3 separate regions of the Gossypium hirsutum genome follow, and regions 1 and 2 are each linked to region 3. The links are chromatin contacts, called in public Hi-C maps. All regions are on one chromosome and are shown on one strand. Each heading gives the region's core, a stretch centred on a gene start, on an enhancer-like site or on the middle of the called end of the contact. The rest is flanking DNA. Distances are from core to core; before and after follow the strand shown. Region 1 holds the start of LOC107896615 (calmodulin-binding transcription activator 5). Region 2 holds the start of LOC107896614 (chitinase-like protein 2). Region 3 holds the start of LOC107896622 (outer envelope pore protein 16-2, chloroplastic).

The links. Hi-C and Micro-C count contacts between places; a contact is called where the count stands out from the background.
Region 1: a Hi-C map of leaf shows a contact between it and region 3, with 2.4 times the contacts expected there. The contact joins the promoter of LOC107896615 here to the promoter of LOC107896622 in region 3. A contact is called at or near these places in 10 of 34 Hi-C or Micro-C datasets (callus, hypocotyl, leaf and 2 more).
Region 2: a contact with region 3 is called in a Hi-C map of leaf, with 3 times the contacts expected there. The contact joins the promoter of LOC107896614 here to the promoter of LOC107896622 in region 3. A contact is called at or near these places in 2 of 34 Hi-C or Micro-C datasets (both in leaf).

What each region holds. Positions count from the first base shown.
Region 1 is chrA10:100,508,643-100,511,362 of Gossypium_hirsutum_v2.1, forward strand. It overlaps LOC107896615 (calmodulin-binding transcription activator 5), which reads left to right and starts at 1,382. Exons shown (of 13, transcript XM_041079122.1): 1 at 1,382-1,834; 2 at 2,147-2,272. The coding sequence starts at 1,771.
Region 2 is chrA10:100,492,352-100,495,051 of Gossypium_hirsutum_v2.1, forward strand. It overlaps LOC107896614 (chitinase-like protein 2), which reads right to left and starts at 1,446. Exons shown (of 2, transcript XM_016821815.2): 1 at 780-1,446; 2 at 1-648. The coding sequence starts at 1,155. The coding sequence ends at 74.
Region 3 is chrA10:100,688,359-100,691,058 of Gossypium_hirsutum_v2.1, forward strand. It overlaps LOC107896622 (outer envelope pore protein 16-2, chloroplastic), which reads left to right and starts at 1,337. Exons shown (of 8, transcript XM_016821824.1): 1 at 1,337-1,498; 2 at 1,619-1,818; 3 at 1,903-1,954; 4 at 2,032-2,103; 5 at 2,529-2,560. The coding sequence starts at 1,696. It overlaps LOC107896621 (serine/threonine-protein phosphatase 4 regulatory subunit 3), which reads left to right. Exons shown (of 19, transcript XM_016821822.2): 18 at 1-91; 19 at 167-1,304. The coding sequence ends at 668.

The DNA.
Region 1 (2,720 bases), core at 132-2,631, 180 kb before region 3:
TGTTAACTTTCATTAAACAAACAACGTTACACCTTAAGTCAAAGAGTTAAATAGCTAATTTAGTCCTTGAACTACAGTTAAAAAATCATTTTAATATTTTTAAAATTTTCTTAACAATATTATAAAAAATTAAAATAAAAAATCTTGAACTAAAAATTATTAGAAAATCCATAAAATAGTTAAAAATCATATATTTTTAAATATAAAAATATTTAAATATGTATAGATTTAAAAAATTTTAAATTATCATTTCTTGTAATTTTTTATTATATAAAAAAAACTTAAAATCTTCAAACTAAATTCCATTTGTTTTACACTATTGATGAACAACTTGATGTTGTTTTACCCATAAATTGTTTTGCAAATTTTATTTTATTTTATTTCTCAAATCCTTAAAAGCCCTAGTAAAATAAATTTTAATGCAAGATTCAAATTTCACTATTAGATCGATTGTTGCTGTTCAAGTTTTCAAGAAACAAAATCTAGGCTTGCAACACTGTTTTTATTCTTAAGAATCATAAAATCTTTTATCATCAATGACCTATTTGCAAGATTTTCTTGATAATTATGAAAAGAAAAAAATTTAAAAAAGAAGAAGGCAAGAGAGAAGAGCAAAATGTTCTATTATACCATATGAGTTCTTTGGTAAGTTTCAATTTTTTGAAACTTTTTATTTTTCTTTTAATTTATAATATAAAGTACCCTATTTTTCTAAACCCATTATTTCTTTTATGTAACTTCAGTTACTAGATTGATTGGGTTTTTTTAATGACTTTTAGTTTTGAAATTTTGGAATTTTTAAATTTATAATGCAAAGTGCTCTTCTTCTTTTTCAAACCCACAATTTCTTCTTTCTAATTGCATGGTAAATAAAACATATATGAAGAGAGTGTACCAACAAAGCAAATGAAGAAACGAGTTAGATGGAAGTGAATAAGTATTTAATGTTTTCTATTTTTGAAAAAAATTAGTTGCAAAATTCTTGATTTTTCTTTGTTGCAATTAATTTTTTTTAAATAATTTTTATTTTTATTTTACAATTATTATTAAAAATTTTAAAAATATTAAAATGATTTTTTAATTATAGCTTAAGGACCAAATTAGCTATTAGCACTTTGAAGATGCAACGAGTGACAAAAATGTAACAAATTTATAATGGTAATGATTATTATGAATCTAAAATGAAAATTTAGGGATAATTGGTGTAGTTTCTTTTTTTTTATCCTACTTTGAAATGTGCAATGAGTAATGAGTAATGAGAAATGAGCATAGGGATTGAGAGCAGAATTGGAACTAAAAAGTAACAGAAAGGAGAAAAGCATTTCAGGAATGGAAACCACTCGTTTATGAGTAGACCCAGCGTAGAAATCAAAGGCATAGGTTCCGACAGCAAATGCTTGACCAAACTGTAGACTGTTATCTCCTCCACACAAAATTTAAAAATTCCTTTATTTCAGCAAATCACTTTTCGGAAAAGATAAAGGAGAGTCATCTCATAATTAATAAATTAATTTCGATTATTTATTTTAACACCAAAATTAATAATAATAATAATAATAATAATAAAACTTCCATTTTCCACGCTCCAAGAACACACCCTTCACTTTGCACAAGGTTTTGCTAGGTTTTAGGCTAAAGCTGTTTTCTATTTTCATATTTTATTATGATAACTTCGTTTTTATGCGTTTAATGTGATGAAATTAGCTTCTTTTTTACGGTGTAGAAAGTTAATTAAATCGAATATTCTTCTCTCGTAATCGGATTTTGGCGATGGACGGTAGTGGTTCGGGTCAACTCGCCGGCACTGAAATTCATGGATTTCATACATTGGAAGGTACCGTACACAGAATCTATCTTTTCTTTTATCTCATCTAATTCTGCTTTACTAATTTTCTCACTCTAGGAGTTTTGTAAAATATGTTAAACTTGACGTTTTAAATTTGTTTAATTACTTGTAAATTGCAAAGAATTCTGGCTTGTTAGCTTTTTGTAAGCAATTTTCTTACTTTTTGTTTCTAATTTGTTGAACAATAGAGGTTCTGTAAGAGTTATTTTGGCTCTTTGAGAGCTAGATAAGTAGTTTAAGCTTTGTATATGTCATAGTTATGTGACTCTCTCTTTTGCTAATTTTAGTTTCTATTGATAGATTTGGATGTTCGAACTATGATGGAAGAGGCAAAGTCAAGATGGTTACGTCCAAATGAAATTCATGCTATACTTTCCAACTACAAATACTTCCCCATCCATGTGAAGCCAGTGAACTTGCCCCAAAGTAACTACTCATAATACTCCATTTTTCATTACCCCATTTTTCATGTTTTCTCGGATTTCCATGAAGCAATAATCTATTCCATGTTTAATCACGACAATTCTGATTGAATAAAACAAATTCCTGAGCTTTTACCATTTTTTCAGTTCTTCTAAGTTTATAATAAGAGTTTATAAACAACTGGCTGTTTGAGATAAAATTTGGGCCCCGATTGATTAATGCATTTGTTTTCCGTTCATGTTTTATTATTTGCCTTTTGGCTTTCTGTACATTTTTTCTATTTTGCAAAAAAAAAAAAAAAAAAAGGCACAAAGAAAGTATGAAAATTTAAAGGGCATCAATCAAATGAACACTTATTTGATTCAGTATTTCATTAGGATTGCCAAAGTTATCCATGCTGCAATAGAATGTCTAAGTGTCATTACTTATGACTCTAGGAAATTTTAACTTT
Region 2 (2,700 bases), core at 196-2,695, 200 kb before region 3:
GTTAAGAGCAATCCATTGTGGGATTCACGCAAATTGAAATAAATCCGCATATACTAGAGTTTGTTTCCTTTTTTCATGATGATGTTGCAGATGAGGGAGAAACAGTGAAGGGTTCTTGTTCTTCACAGGTGAGCATATCATGAGGACCAGCTTCTTCTCGGCCAACTCCCAAAAGGTCAAGGTAATAAAGGTAATGAGAGATCATATTGTTCATGGAATCACTATCACCTTGACCACAAACTTGGTCACCATAAAGAACATTCATGGTGGTTCCAAAACCTGGAACCCTCTTGGCCAAGGTGTCGTTCTTGGTTGGTTTCCAGTTGCCAACGAAAACGTCATGGGCTGAGGGTTGGTGTTTCTTCATCGGCGTCATCCACCTCCACATTGCTGTCTGGAAAGCCAAGGTTGCGTTGTCTTCTAAGTATTCTGGGTGGTTCAACAAGTCCACCTTCAAAGCCTCTCCAGTTTCCCCATAGTTGTAGTTCCAGTAGATAGGCAAGGCACCACGGCCATGATATGAGACTCCTGGTGTGCAAGGATAGGTGTATTTATAGTAATCATCGCAATATATTTTGCTAGGGCTCATTTCTTTGTTGTAGCAAAGACCCCAAGCCAATGGTCCCCCGGTAGCGACTCCATAGCCACCTGAAATTATTATAAACCAGAGCCATTGTTCAAGAACAACAAACAGTTAGATAAGCCACATTCGTTTAACATTGCTCTTGGATGATCAAAAGTAATATTAAACACTTTTAACTAAGCACATATTTACTTACATGAAGTTTTGCTGCCGACATGTCCAAGAAAAGCAGCGACTTCCTTCATATTCTGGAGCTTTTCCCCGGTGGTACCAAATCCATGAGGCTGATACTGAGCAGCAGCAGTAATGAAGGAATGGTAATCCCAGAACCCAACCGCATGTGCTACCGGCGTGTTACGCTTCGCAAAAAGGTCCTCAAACTGGTAAGTTTGGAAGTAATCAGAAATGGTATGGTTGCAACAATACTTTGACCACCCTTTACATTCCCACCCTTTGTCACACAGCTTCTTGCCCTTTACCATCTTCACCAATGGCTTCAACGATTCCTGGCAGTTGGCCAGTGCCACCAGCATTGCCGCCACTGAAAAAAGAACCAGCCATTTGGCTTCCATTATCAAAGATACGAAGCAAAATGTGGTGGTCGTGGTTTGGGTTTGGAGTGGAGAAACCAACACTGGGAGTTTATAGTAAAGATTCGGCGAATGTTTTTGAGTGCTGCAGTGAAAGTGTTAGAAAGTGAGGTTAGAACTGATTAGGGGAAGGGCGATTTTCAGGGTTGATGAATGATGGGCACTCACACTCACACTAGTGTCAAGTTTTGCTTGCGTTTTATGCTTCTTAGAGTGCAAGCAACGAAAAGCTTAAAGCAAAATGTTGATGTTCTATTCTTACTCTGCACACTTGGCTTGGCTTCTAGGATTCATCGGTTCGGTTTTAATCAGTTCTGGATGAGATAATTTTTATTTTTTTTTCAAAATATGAGCTTAATTCAAATCGCCATTTTTATCGTTTTAGATTATTGATTAATTTATTTTTAAAAAACAGTTTTATATAACATTTTAAAATTATTTTTAAATTTATGAACCGAAACCAAAATCAAACTAAATTTAATAAAATTGAATCAGACCCTGGAATTACTTTTCAATTTTTCCATTTCTTTCCTCAGCCCTAGACTGGCTTGGACCTGGACCACTTGGGGTTTTTTTGGGATTCATAATTCATTGTACTGAAACTTTTGCTTTTGGGCCAAATACTTCTCATGGGCTGGATGAAAACAGTGTTTGGTTACTCTCAACAGGGGATGATGTCATATTTGGTATCTATTCTTTTATAAAATGTTTCAATATGATATTTATATTTTGAAAATTTTTAATGAAATACTTGAACTATCAATTTATGTATTATTTGGTATTTTTATTTTCATAAAATGATTTGATATTATATACTTTAAAAATATTAAATGTGATGCATAAAATATCAATTTGTGCATTATTATAATACATAAAATTAACACCCTAAATAAATCATATCAAGCCAATTTCTTTTCGAGATTTCGAATGTTGAAATGTTAGAAGACTATGGAGGATTTGCAGTTCTCATTGTTAAAACAAATTTTCATCGATGTTGAACGCTGGTCTCAGTTCCATTTCATACGTTTTCGCACAACTTGGATTGAAGTTACTGGCGCTCCTTAGCACGCTTGGAACCTAGAGACGTTCAAAAGCGTTGCTATTTATTAGGGTGATTTTATTTCCATGGAGTCTAACTCGCTTAATATCGGCTAATCAGTTAAAACAAATTGAGGAACTCATTATTCTTGAATGTGGAGATGAACAATTTCCGAAGTTGGGGATTCACAGCCTTTGAATCTGGAGGTGGACGTGCTAAATTTTCATAAGGTCATTTTGATTTTGCTAAAGAAGATTCGTCTGGTGGTGAAAGGAGTTGAGAGGTTGAAGATACATTTAATGAAGAGGTGGGTAGTGAAAAACCCAATATGGCAGCTCGAGAGGTTCTAGGAAATCAAAGGAATTAGCAGAGAACTTAGACCCAACTATTGCTATTGCCTCGAGAAATGATTAGAACGAGGCTCTGGGCCTGATTTGTTGAAGGCAAGTTCACACTTTGGTCACGATCAAATGGTGGGTTGCGGAGCA
Region 3 (2,700 bases), core at 87-2,586:
AAGAGGATACAACATCTGGATCTCATCCTGAGAAAGTGCAATCTCAGCCTGTTTTATCCAATGGAGTTGCTGTCAGCTGCCCATCGTCATGGTATTTCAGTGACCTCATCCTTGATGGTTCATTACTGAATTTTGTAGTGTGCTTATATTTATTTTAATTTTATAGCCCTAGATCTGGTGGGCTTGTTGACTATGATGATGACGATGAAGACTACAGACCACCTCCAAGGAAACAGACTGAAAACTCGGAGGATGATGAAGGAAGCATGGAGTCCCTTGGCTTGAAGCGTAAGTTGACTCCTAAGGAAAAGGAACCTGGGCTAGCTAAGAAGCAGCGTTTGGGTAAAAGCTCTAAACCAAGAGATAGTGTATTTGCGGCTTTGTGTTCAACCCTAAGCCAGGCAGTGCTGCCTAGTAAGAAAACCGCAAATGCCATGCATTTATCTACTCAATCAGGTGAGGAGAATCATATTGAAAAGGAATCTGGCAGTCCCAGAAGTTATGATAACAAAAGTCCAAACGAGGGCAACCTTAGAGGGAAAGAATCTCCTAGAAACTGTTCAGATTACCTGCATAGCCCTTCAGACAATAGACAATTAAGTGGAGAGGATCCCCGTCCGTTGCTACCATCAAAGTCATCACCTGAAATGGCTGTAAATGGATCATGAGTTGAATCCCAGAATCATTCGTTATACGCAGGGTAACTTGTTTCCTTCTTTGTTTTATTTTAGCTATAGGATGTGCTTGGTTGACTAAACAATCTTGGGCTACCAAAGGAAAAGTGAACTCACAAGAAAGAGCCGGATGCGAAGAAAGCTTGGAATTCTGAAATGTTCATCGGAGGGGAAGAACATGTATAGATCTACCAGGCCTGCCTGATGCTTTGCGCCGCTCCATCAACTAAAACATTGTCTGTTTTAACTTTTTCCCCTTTTTTCCTAAAGAGAAAAAAAGAACTTTTATTGTTCCATTTAGATTTGTGAACTAACTAATAGAATGGGGCAGTAATATTTCCCCTGCATAGTATTAGTACTGGCTTCCTTTTGTTCATTTTTGTGGTGAGTGTGCCTGTTATATACGTATAGATAGAGGAGATGAGAGGATCTAGGATGACAATGGGTGAGGAGGCAAAATTTTCCCGAACTGTAGCTGAAACCTCATTTATAAACCCACTTGTAAATTGTTATTACGCAAACTTCACCTTGTAATGGGGGGGGTGTTTCCGCATTAAATCCGCTAAACCCCCCAATTTACTTGTTTTACTGATTTGAAGAATTTTAATGGATTGGGCTTTTACTTTTGCACTTAATCGTTCTAAAATCTCAAGTTGTTACTAGAAAGTGTACCATGCATGGCACTGCAAATGGAAGAACACGCAACATTGGGCTTGGCCAGGTATACGGACTGAAAGATACGTGGCGAAGAATATGAAACAGAGCGTCCCGAGAATCGCCACGAAATCCGCCATATCTGGTTCCCCATGCAGGAGATACATAAGGTTTCATAAACACGTGTCCTATATCTTCTCAACTTGTCTCCTACAATCTCTTGTACAAATATCATAGCATTTTCACTTGTTCAATCTTCCGATTGATATCGGGTACACCATCTTCGACAGCCATTAGCATCTCTCCCTGAAGAAGTTTTAACGCGATAGATCAAGAAGCGTTACGTCAGAAAACCCAAGAAGAAACCATGAGTGGTAACTCGGAGGCGAAGTCTTTGTTTGATGAATTGCGCTTCGATAAGGGAGATTTCTTCGACCTGGGACACCCTCTTCTCAACTGGTCTGCTCAGAGCTTTGTCAAAACTGCTGGTGTATGTAATATTATTTCTCATCTTCAATATTTCGGTCCCTCTATTTCCCCAAACTAATATTTTGTGATGGGTGTGGGTGTGCAGATTGGAGCACTTCAAGCTATCGCCAGGGAGGCTTGTCATATAGCTTTTGAAGGCAAACGCAATTGCTTATGCTTTTTCATTTTGTTTTGGTGATGGGTTCTGTGATGTGGGGTTGTGGTTTTGGTGCAGGAACTGGACCCATTAAATCGACTGATATCACTGGTGTCAAGAATAAGAAGCAAGGCTTCCCTGGCCTCAGAGGTATGCATCAATGCATGCCATTCATGAATCCTTTTTCTTTTTAACACAAGCTTAGCATTAGAAAAGGGAGGTAAACAGGAACAGTCTTTGGTGTCTCGTGCAATATTATACATGCTTGTGGGTGATGGCTGATACATGAAGATCGATTCCTCCAGGCTCACCTTTAGCTAATTTCATTTTGTCGCTTACTCGGAAGGAGTTAATTGCTTTGTCTTTTTGGTTTTCTTCTTACAGATTTTTTGAGATGAGATTGAACCTTAAAATACTAAAAACTTCTTTGGCTTAATTATTTACTGAATTCGGAAGTGCAAATTAAGTTTAATTTCTCTTCCTTGTTGGATGATTTTCGCAGTTTCATATATTATTCATGTGTTAGTTTCACAGTTACTAATGAAAGTTGAAATTGATTTGATGTTTGATTGCAGGGGAAACCAGTCGAAATTCTCTTGAAGCAATGGTGAGTCCTTTCACAAGTACATAAAATTTCAAGTGAAAAGACAGTCAATGATGTATAGTGATTGAAACTAGCTAGTATGATGACTCTTCTACATAAGTAACCTCAATAGATCTTGTAATAAGTTGGTAAACTTTGTTGAG